Linked DNA regions of Sus scrofa: region 1 is linked to region 2. A link is a contact called in public HiChIP or PLAC-seq data. All regions are on one chromosome and are shown on one strand. The core of a region is the stretch at or near the end of the contact, and the rest is flanking DNA. Distances in the headings are between cores, read along the strand shown.

Region 1 (3,925 bases), core at 985-3,484, 180 kb before region 2:
TTTGTACAGCCTGCAAGCAAATTTTTTTTTTGGCTGTGGCATGCAAAAGTTTCCGGGCCACGAATAAAATCTCCACCATAGCAGTGACAACACTGGATTCTTAACCCACTGAGCCAGCAGGGAACTCTGAAAAATGGTGTTTATACCTTTTTAAATGGTTGGAAAATATCAGAATAATGATGTTTCATTACATATGAAAAATATATGAAATTCAAATGTCAAGTTTTAAATAAAGCTCTACTGAAACACTGCCATACTCATCCACTCATTTACTGTCTGTGACTGCTTTTGCCCCACAACAGCACAGCTGAGTATTTGCAACAGAGACCACAGGTGGTGCTCTCATTGCCTTGCACTACTGCTCAGCACACTACAAGTCACAGTTCACCCTCATAAATCACAGCACCGTATCACTATACTGAGACATTGTCAAAAAAAAATCAGTGCCATCATACCAAAACAAGAAAAAAGTGGATTTTGAATGTTTGCCTTTTTATACATAGTGGCACGTGGTTTACTATCAAATTAACTGGCAAAGAATGGTGTTTCTTATGCAACAACACTGTACTAAAAGAATACAGTAAATATCAACATTACCAGAACACTCATCACAATATTCTCAACTAACATGAATGCAAAGGTCAGAAATATTAGAGAGTTTAAAACAGGATTATTTCATCAGAGAAGAATGTCTTCACAAAATTTAAAAATGACAAGGAGGCTGCAATGAAAGTTAAAATTTTCAAGTGGCTCATCTGTTAGCCAAGCAAAGAAATACATTAATCAATGGTGATGTAATTAAAACAAATTTGAATTCAGAGTCTAAAAAACTTAAGATTTTTAGCCTTTTGGTGAAAACAGTTGCTCAAAGTATCAATGACACAGGGAGCAGCATCAATAGTCAATTAATGACAAGGCAAATGGTTTTGAGTGGTTTTTCCTGGCTATTGATGAGCAGAAAAATGTTCCCAACACTGATCAGTTGCTGCTATTTATCAAAGGAATCAATGCTAAGTTTGAAGTAACTGAAAAAAAATCAACCACTATGAACAGTCTTCATGGGGCAGTAATACAGGCAGAATATTTTCAAAGACATTGAGAAGAACCTTAATTCACTACAACCAGATGTGAAATCTGCTAAGATATATTACAACCAGTGGTGATAAAATTATGTGTGGAACAGGAGTTCCACTTTGGTGCAGCAGAAACGAATCTGACTACTGTCCATTAGGACATGGGTTTGATCCCTGGCCTTGCTCAGCGGGTTAAGGATCCGGCATTGCCGTGAGCTGTGGTGTAGGTCACAGGTGCAACCTGGATTTGGTGTTGCTGTGGCTGTGGCACAGGCTGGCAGCTGTAGCTCTGATTCGACCCTTAGCCTGGGAACTTCCACACACTGCAAGTTCAGCCCTAAAAAAAAAAAAAAAAAAAAAAAAAGTATGTGTGGAACAGAAAAAAGCATAATTGGACAAATTTACAAAGTTTGTGGAAATGGTGTTTGAAGCCTATGAGTTTTCATTGTATGATTTTTTTTTTTTTTTTCTGTCTTTTTAGGACCCATCCACAGCATATGGAAGTTACCAGGCTAGGGGTCAAATTGGAGCTGTAGCTTCTGGCCTATATCACAGCCACAGCAACTAGGGATCCAAGCCATGTCTGCAACCTACACCACAGCTCATGGCAACTCCAGATCCTTAACCCACTGAGCAAGGCCAGAGATTGAGCCTGTGTCCTCATGGATACTAGACAGATTCGTTTCTGCTGAGCCACAACAGGAACTCCTCATTATATGATTCAAGAGCAGCTACTTAGATGAAAATATTTGACTCTATCACGTGTTTCTGAGCCAGCAATGTTGAAACCGAGTCCCTCTAAAGTCGAGTTTCCTTACTGGGTTTATGATTCATCTCCCTATCCAAAACTTTATTCCCTTTCTTGTCCCCTCTGACCTCAATCCTGTGCTAACTGAACACTAATCAACTAGTCATATGATTAAAATTGCTATTGTCAATAACATTGTTCATGTACTAAAATTGCTATTATAGATATCATTAATGTAGAACTCAGGTTTTTCTCCAGGAGAAGATGAGCTAACAGACTCCGAAGACATGGGCCACCTGGCCAAAGAATGGTAAACCAGAAACATCCTGAGTCCCAAAGGAGCTTATGTTGAGTTTAAAGTGACTGAAAAATAATTGCTGACTGAAAAGTCAATGATTAAGAAATGTCACAGAAATGTTGCAGCAACACAGATGGACCTAGAGATTACCATACTAAGTGAAGACGGACAGAGAAAGATGAGATATTACATAATATCACTTATATGTGGGATCTAAAAAATAGTACAAATGAACTTATTTACAAAAGAGAAACAGACTCACAGATGCAGAAAACAAATTTATGATTACCAAAGAGGAAAGGGGTGAAGGGAATAAATTAGGACCTTGAGATTAACAGATACACAGTACTATACATAAAATAGATAAGCCAGGTCCTACTATATGGCACAGGGAACTATGTTTAATATCTTGTAATAAACTATAATGGAACAGAATTGAAAAAAAGAATATAAATGTGTGTGTATATATACAACCAAATTACCTTGTTGTATACCTGAAACTAACACAATATACAAATCAACTATATCTCAATTAAAAAAGGAAAAGACATGTCACAGAAATGTCACAAGATGATTAATTCTAGCCCCTCTGCTCTTCCCCTTTAAGAAAACCCCTAACTCAACGACCAATGTGGAGTGAATCTGAGCCTTGTTTCCCATTCCCTTGCTTAGCACCTTACGATAAATACTGCACCTTTCTTCACCACAACCCAGTGTCAACAGATTTGCCTTCAACACACCTTGAGTGAGCAGAGCCAAATTTGGTTTGTAACAGTGTCAACAGTGACTTTCATTTACCTTTATGATCTTAAACATCATTGGTTCCGTAATTTTTTGTCAGATAGAGAAGCTGAATATATCTTGACTTGCCCTACAAACCAACAGGTCCATGGCCTAACAGTGGTAATGTTTTATTGCGAATTTTTGAGCTAAGGCTAAAACTGACTTTAAGAACCATCTTCAAACACAATTATCAAACATTAAATAGATTTGGAAACTAGCTTTTGCTGCAGACTTAAAGATTTTTAATCAATTTGACTGAAAAGCATAAGGCAAAACAGCATTTATATGTAAAACTTAATGCTGCAGGAAAGTCATTTCAATAACAACTAATTTGTTTGAATCACAATGTCAAGCTGCCTCATACACTTCTACTGCTATCAAGAAACTAGATTTCCATTCCCACACAAATCTGTGGCAGATTTTCTAAGCTCAAACTGTAGTTCTAGAGTGTTTTTAGGTCTTGATATAAGTGCAAAGGAAATTTCCACATTTCAAAATCCATTTAACTGTGCGACTGAGAAGATTTTACCAACCCTCAACTGGAAGAATCCACAAGATAATGATATGATAAGGACAAATATCAAGAGAAAAACCTAGCAGAATTCTACAAGTGCCTTCTGAGAGATGAATACACTCAAAATTTTGTGCACATGGGCAGATATCAATATTTGGCAAGAACCTATTTGTGTAAAAAGATATTTTCAAAGATGAAACACATAAAATCTCACTACAGATCAGCATTAACAGATAAACATTGTTGGAGTTCCCATCGTGGCACAGCAGAAATTAATCCAACTAGGAACCATGAAGTTGCAGGTTTGATCCCTGGCCTTGCTCAGTGGGTTAAGCATCCGGCATTGCCATGACCTGTGGTGTAGGTTGCAGACACGGCTCAGATCTGGCATTGCTGTGCCTGTGGCCAGCAGTTACAGCTCAGGTCTGATTCAACCCCCAGCCTAGGAACCTCCATGTGCTGTAGGTACGGCCCTAAAAAGACAAAAGACAAAACAAAAAACAAAACCA
Region 2 (3,842 bases), core at 999-3,498:
GCTACAGCTTGATTTGACTCCTAGCCTGAGAATTCTATATGCCAAGGGTGCAGCCCTAAAAAGACAATTTCAAAAAAAAAAAAAAAAAAGGCAAACTGCCCAGGGAGGAACAGAGACAGAGACAATAGATGTGTTTCTTTCTTTTTTTTCTTCTTTTTTTTTCTGTCTTTTTAGGGCCGCACTGGCAGCACATGGAGGTTCCCAGGCTAGGGGTCTGATCGGAGCTGCAGCTGCTGGCCTACACCACAGCCACAGCAACTCAGGATCCAAGCTGCGTCTGTGACCTACACCACAGCTCACGGCAACACCAGATCCTTAACCCACTGAGCAAAGCCGGGGATCGAACCTGCATCCTCATGGATCCTAGTCAGATTTGTTTTCACTGAGCCACGATGGGAACTGCAGTAGAAGTGTTTCTCCTGAAGAGTTCCCTGTGTCTTGCCCCCTGCCTCTCAGGTCCCTCATTGCCCTGGAGATTTACCCTGTCTCTGGGGGGAGCCCTGGGGAACCAGGGTGGGTTCAGCCCTTGTGTTGGGGACTCAAGCCACTGTCCTCTTTTCCTGCAGCTGAAGAGCAAATGGGACGAGTCCATCTTCACAAAAGGCTGCATCCAGGCGCTGGAGGGCTGGCTCCCCCGGAACATCTACATTGTGGCCGGTGTCTTCATCGCCATCTCACTGCTGCAGGTTTGTTCCCACTGCCCTTTGTGGCTTCCTCTCCCCTTGTGGCTTTACCTGTTCCCTTGAGACAGATTTCATGTGTGGAAAGATGCTGGCGGCTGAGGGTGTGGGAGGCCCCAGAGTGAGTAGCCTAGTGTCTGCAGGGAGAAGAACTGGTAGGAGAAAGTCAAGAATTCAGTGAATCAGAGGAGTTCCCTGGTGGCTTCGCAGGTTAAGGATCTGGTGTCGTCACTGCTGTGCCGCAGGCTTGATCCCCGGCCTGGGAACTTCTGCATGCTGTGGGTGTGACCAAAAAAAAGAATTTAGTGAATCAGAGAAACCAGGAGCTTTTTCAGTGTGCCCAAGGCGTGGAGGAGAAGCAGAAAACCCACCATTTAGCAAATGCTTGGCTCTGACCCCCCCCCCCAATTGAAGGGGTGACCAAGGTGGGCCTGGGGTCACCAGCTGTTCACACACTTTTTCCTCCTTCACTCAGCAAACGCAGCTGTTTGATCTCAAAGGAAGGCTGAGAGACAGAAGCATCTAGAAAAGGAAAGAAAACAATTTGCTAGCAAAGCAGGCAAGGGAATCAGACTTCAGAAGGAGTGGCTCATCAAATACCCACCACAACAAGAATTTAGGGGTGGGGAGGAAAATTCCTAAGGTCACCAAGTTCACAGGAGTCTGCTCCGGGTAGAAAAACACCAGTTTTCCCACATGATTATCTCGGTCACCGAGGTCAGGGATGTAAGCTTCAGACATCAGCATAGCCCAGATCGGGGAATCTCGTTTTTATTACGGAATTCAGGTTTACAGGAAACATTCAGAATTTGTTATTTTGGGAATCCGAACCAGTCAGGGTGACCCTGTCATTTTTGGTTTCACCTTGGGTATGAAGCATGTCCGGGCCTGTGGTGTGTGACGTACATGGTCGCGTTGGAGGCCAGGCTGAATGTCCACTTTGCGTCTGTGGTGCCTGCTGACTGCACCTTCTAGGCTCTAGGGACCCAGCCTGGTAGCTGCAGGGGCTCATTTGTTTTAACTGTGGGTTGGTCTCATTTTGCCGTGTGCCTGGTTGCTGCTCTCTGCATCCTCTGCCCCTGTGGGCAGGCATGGGGGGTGGCGGTGGGCTTGCCGGGCTCCACCTTGCCCTTTGGGCCCTGATGCTGACAGCAGCTGCCTCTGCGGCTTTGTTTTCAGATATTTGGCATCTTCCTGGCGAGAACCCTGATCTCTGACATTGAAGCGGTGAAGGCAGGTCACCACTTCTGAGGAGCCAGAGGTGGACGAGCAGAGCTGAGCCACGCGTGGAGGCCGCAGCCCTTCACTGCCATCAACTTTATGTCCAGAGGGAAACGGACGCACCCAGCACCCCATCTTCAGCACCCACTTGATGTGACCTCTCTGTTTTCTGCTTGCCGGCGCTGAAGACCAAGGGACCCCCTGCACAGATTTGTGGCCAAGACCCCCGCAGGGGTCTGCCTGGAGTCAGAGGACATGTCTTTCAGTGGGGGAGGTGACCTGAGGGACAGATGGCTCTGGTGGTTGCATCCTGGCCTCCTCACCACTCATGTGTCATTGGTGCTGGCCTGGAAGCCAGCTGCACCTTATGTGGACCTCTGAGTACCAGCAGGGCCCGCAGTGTCTGCACAAGTCGGAGTGTTGGCAGGATCCTCAGCCATGTCCAAGTGAAATAAGCCTGAGCCAGTGCGTGGGCTGGTGCCGCAGGAGTGCCTTGTCCACCACCCTCCCAGCCCCCAGGGTCAGGAACTGCCTCCAGCCTCAATAGCATTATGCCCTGATGGCAGGAGGGGGCAGTGGGCACGGCTCTCCTCTGAGAGTCAGCTCTTCTTTTCCTAAAGTGTGTAAATAGTTTATTTATAGAGTAAGAATGTTCCCACACCACGTCTTCATTTCCTCTGGCATTCTTCTCTCAACAGCCTTACATGGTGTCTGGGACTGAAATCACCCCTTTCAGTTCCCTTGAGTGTTTCATGAATCAACCCCACCAGCTTCTCCTTTTCATGCCTAGTCACCCAGCTGCACATCTGCGCACCCCCAGCCCACATACCCCCCACGCCCCCCCTCACTTGGCCTCACTGTCTCTGGTCTTGGTGCTACTGAAACTGTTACCCGGAACTTGAACCCTGGCCCTCCCCACTGCAGAGCCAGGGAGCCCCCCAGAGACGGCCAGCCGGAAACCTTTGGCCAGGGCTCCTCTCCAGGCCATGTGCTAAGGGCCGGCTGGCCAGCTTGGCATTCGCCTCTCCCTCGGGCCAAGGCCGCTGGGCCGAGTCATAGACCCCAGCCTGCAGCTGTGCAGAGGCTGGACATTTCGTTGCTGATTTTTGTGGTGACCCTCCACCCTCTGATGGGGTATCTTGGTCACCGTGTCCACCCTTCCAGTCAGGGCTATTGGGGGCTTGCTCTTGGAAATGAAGTCTGTCTCGTGTACTGAATAAGCCCCCTGGGGGTAGCTGGGACATTTGTGCATCTTTGGCGGGGCTACACTCTTAATGCTTCTCTGGGTCCTGTACCAGTCCTGTCCTCGTCGTTCGGGGATGGAGTGCTCCCTTTACTTCCTTGCCGAAGTGTACATGCTAGTGTGGTGTATACTGGTGGGTGTTTGTTGATGATGTTGGTTTTGTTTTTTTACAATTTTCTTTGTAGACTAAGGAAGAAGAATGCTTGTTTTTTAGGAAGTGTGATGCTTTTCTTTGACTGCCAAACTCTTTTGTGGAATATATCTTTATATTAATGCTGTTGTTCTGATTGGTTTTGTTTTGGGTCACGTCAAGAGGGCATTAAGCATCTCCGTGGTAAACTCAGCTGGTGAGGGAACCAGCAGGATCGAGTGTGGCTAGGCAGGACAGGAAGGTCAGTGGTTGGCACAATCTGAAATAAATTTCGAGTGTTTTTTTTTTTTTTTAGGTTCTGTATGCCACTTTCAGTGATGCTTTGTATGGAGGGTACAACTGGAACAAGCTAGCGTATGGCTTCGTTATGCCCAGCTGGAAGCACGAGCTAGAACTTTGACTCCATTGGCCTGGAGGAAACATTATTTTAGGATATAACTGTATCAGCCCAGGCAGTAAGATCCAGGCAGAAGAGCTTGGGGACACTGGGTTGGAATCTAGGACCAGCTGTTACACGAGCCACGTGTCCTGTACCTGTTGGCCTACC

Evidence for each region. HiChIP or PLAC-seq counts read pairs in DNA pulled down with a chosen protein or histone mark.
Region 1: an H3K27ac HiChIP or PLAC-seq map of alveolar macrophages shows a contact between it and region 2. The contact joins two enhancer-like sites. A contact is called at or near these places in 1 of 5 promoter capture datasets (fetal liver) and 1 of 2 datasets of contacts at active chromatin or transcription factors (alveolar macrophages).

The regions. Positions count from the first base shown.
Region 1 is chr14:82,184,332-82,188,256 of Sscrofa11.1, forward strand. The region is part of intron 3 of DYDC1 (DPY30 domain-containing protein 1); the gene reads right to left. Among named protein-coding and RNA genes, the nearest start is that of DYDC1, 11 kb to the right of the region's middle. Within about 2 kb of position 2,235, at least 3 of the 83 cell types and tissues checked have an H3K27ac peak or open chromatin away from gene starts, as enhancers often do. A contact at or near this core is called in alveolar macrophages, where this site is marked.
Region 2 is chr14:82,361,248-82,365,089 of Sscrofa11.1, forward strand. TSPAN14 (tetraspanin-14) reads left to right here. Exons shown (of 9, transcript XM_021074409.1): 8 at 567-686; 9 at 1,860-3,428. The coding sequence ends at 1,931. Among named protein-coding and RNA genes, the nearest start is that of SH2D4B, 15 kb to the right of the region's middle. Within about 2 kb of position 2,249, at least 17 of the 83 cell types and tissues checked have an H3K27ac peak or open chromatin away from gene starts, as enhancers often do. A contact at or near this core is called in alveolar macrophages, where this site is marked.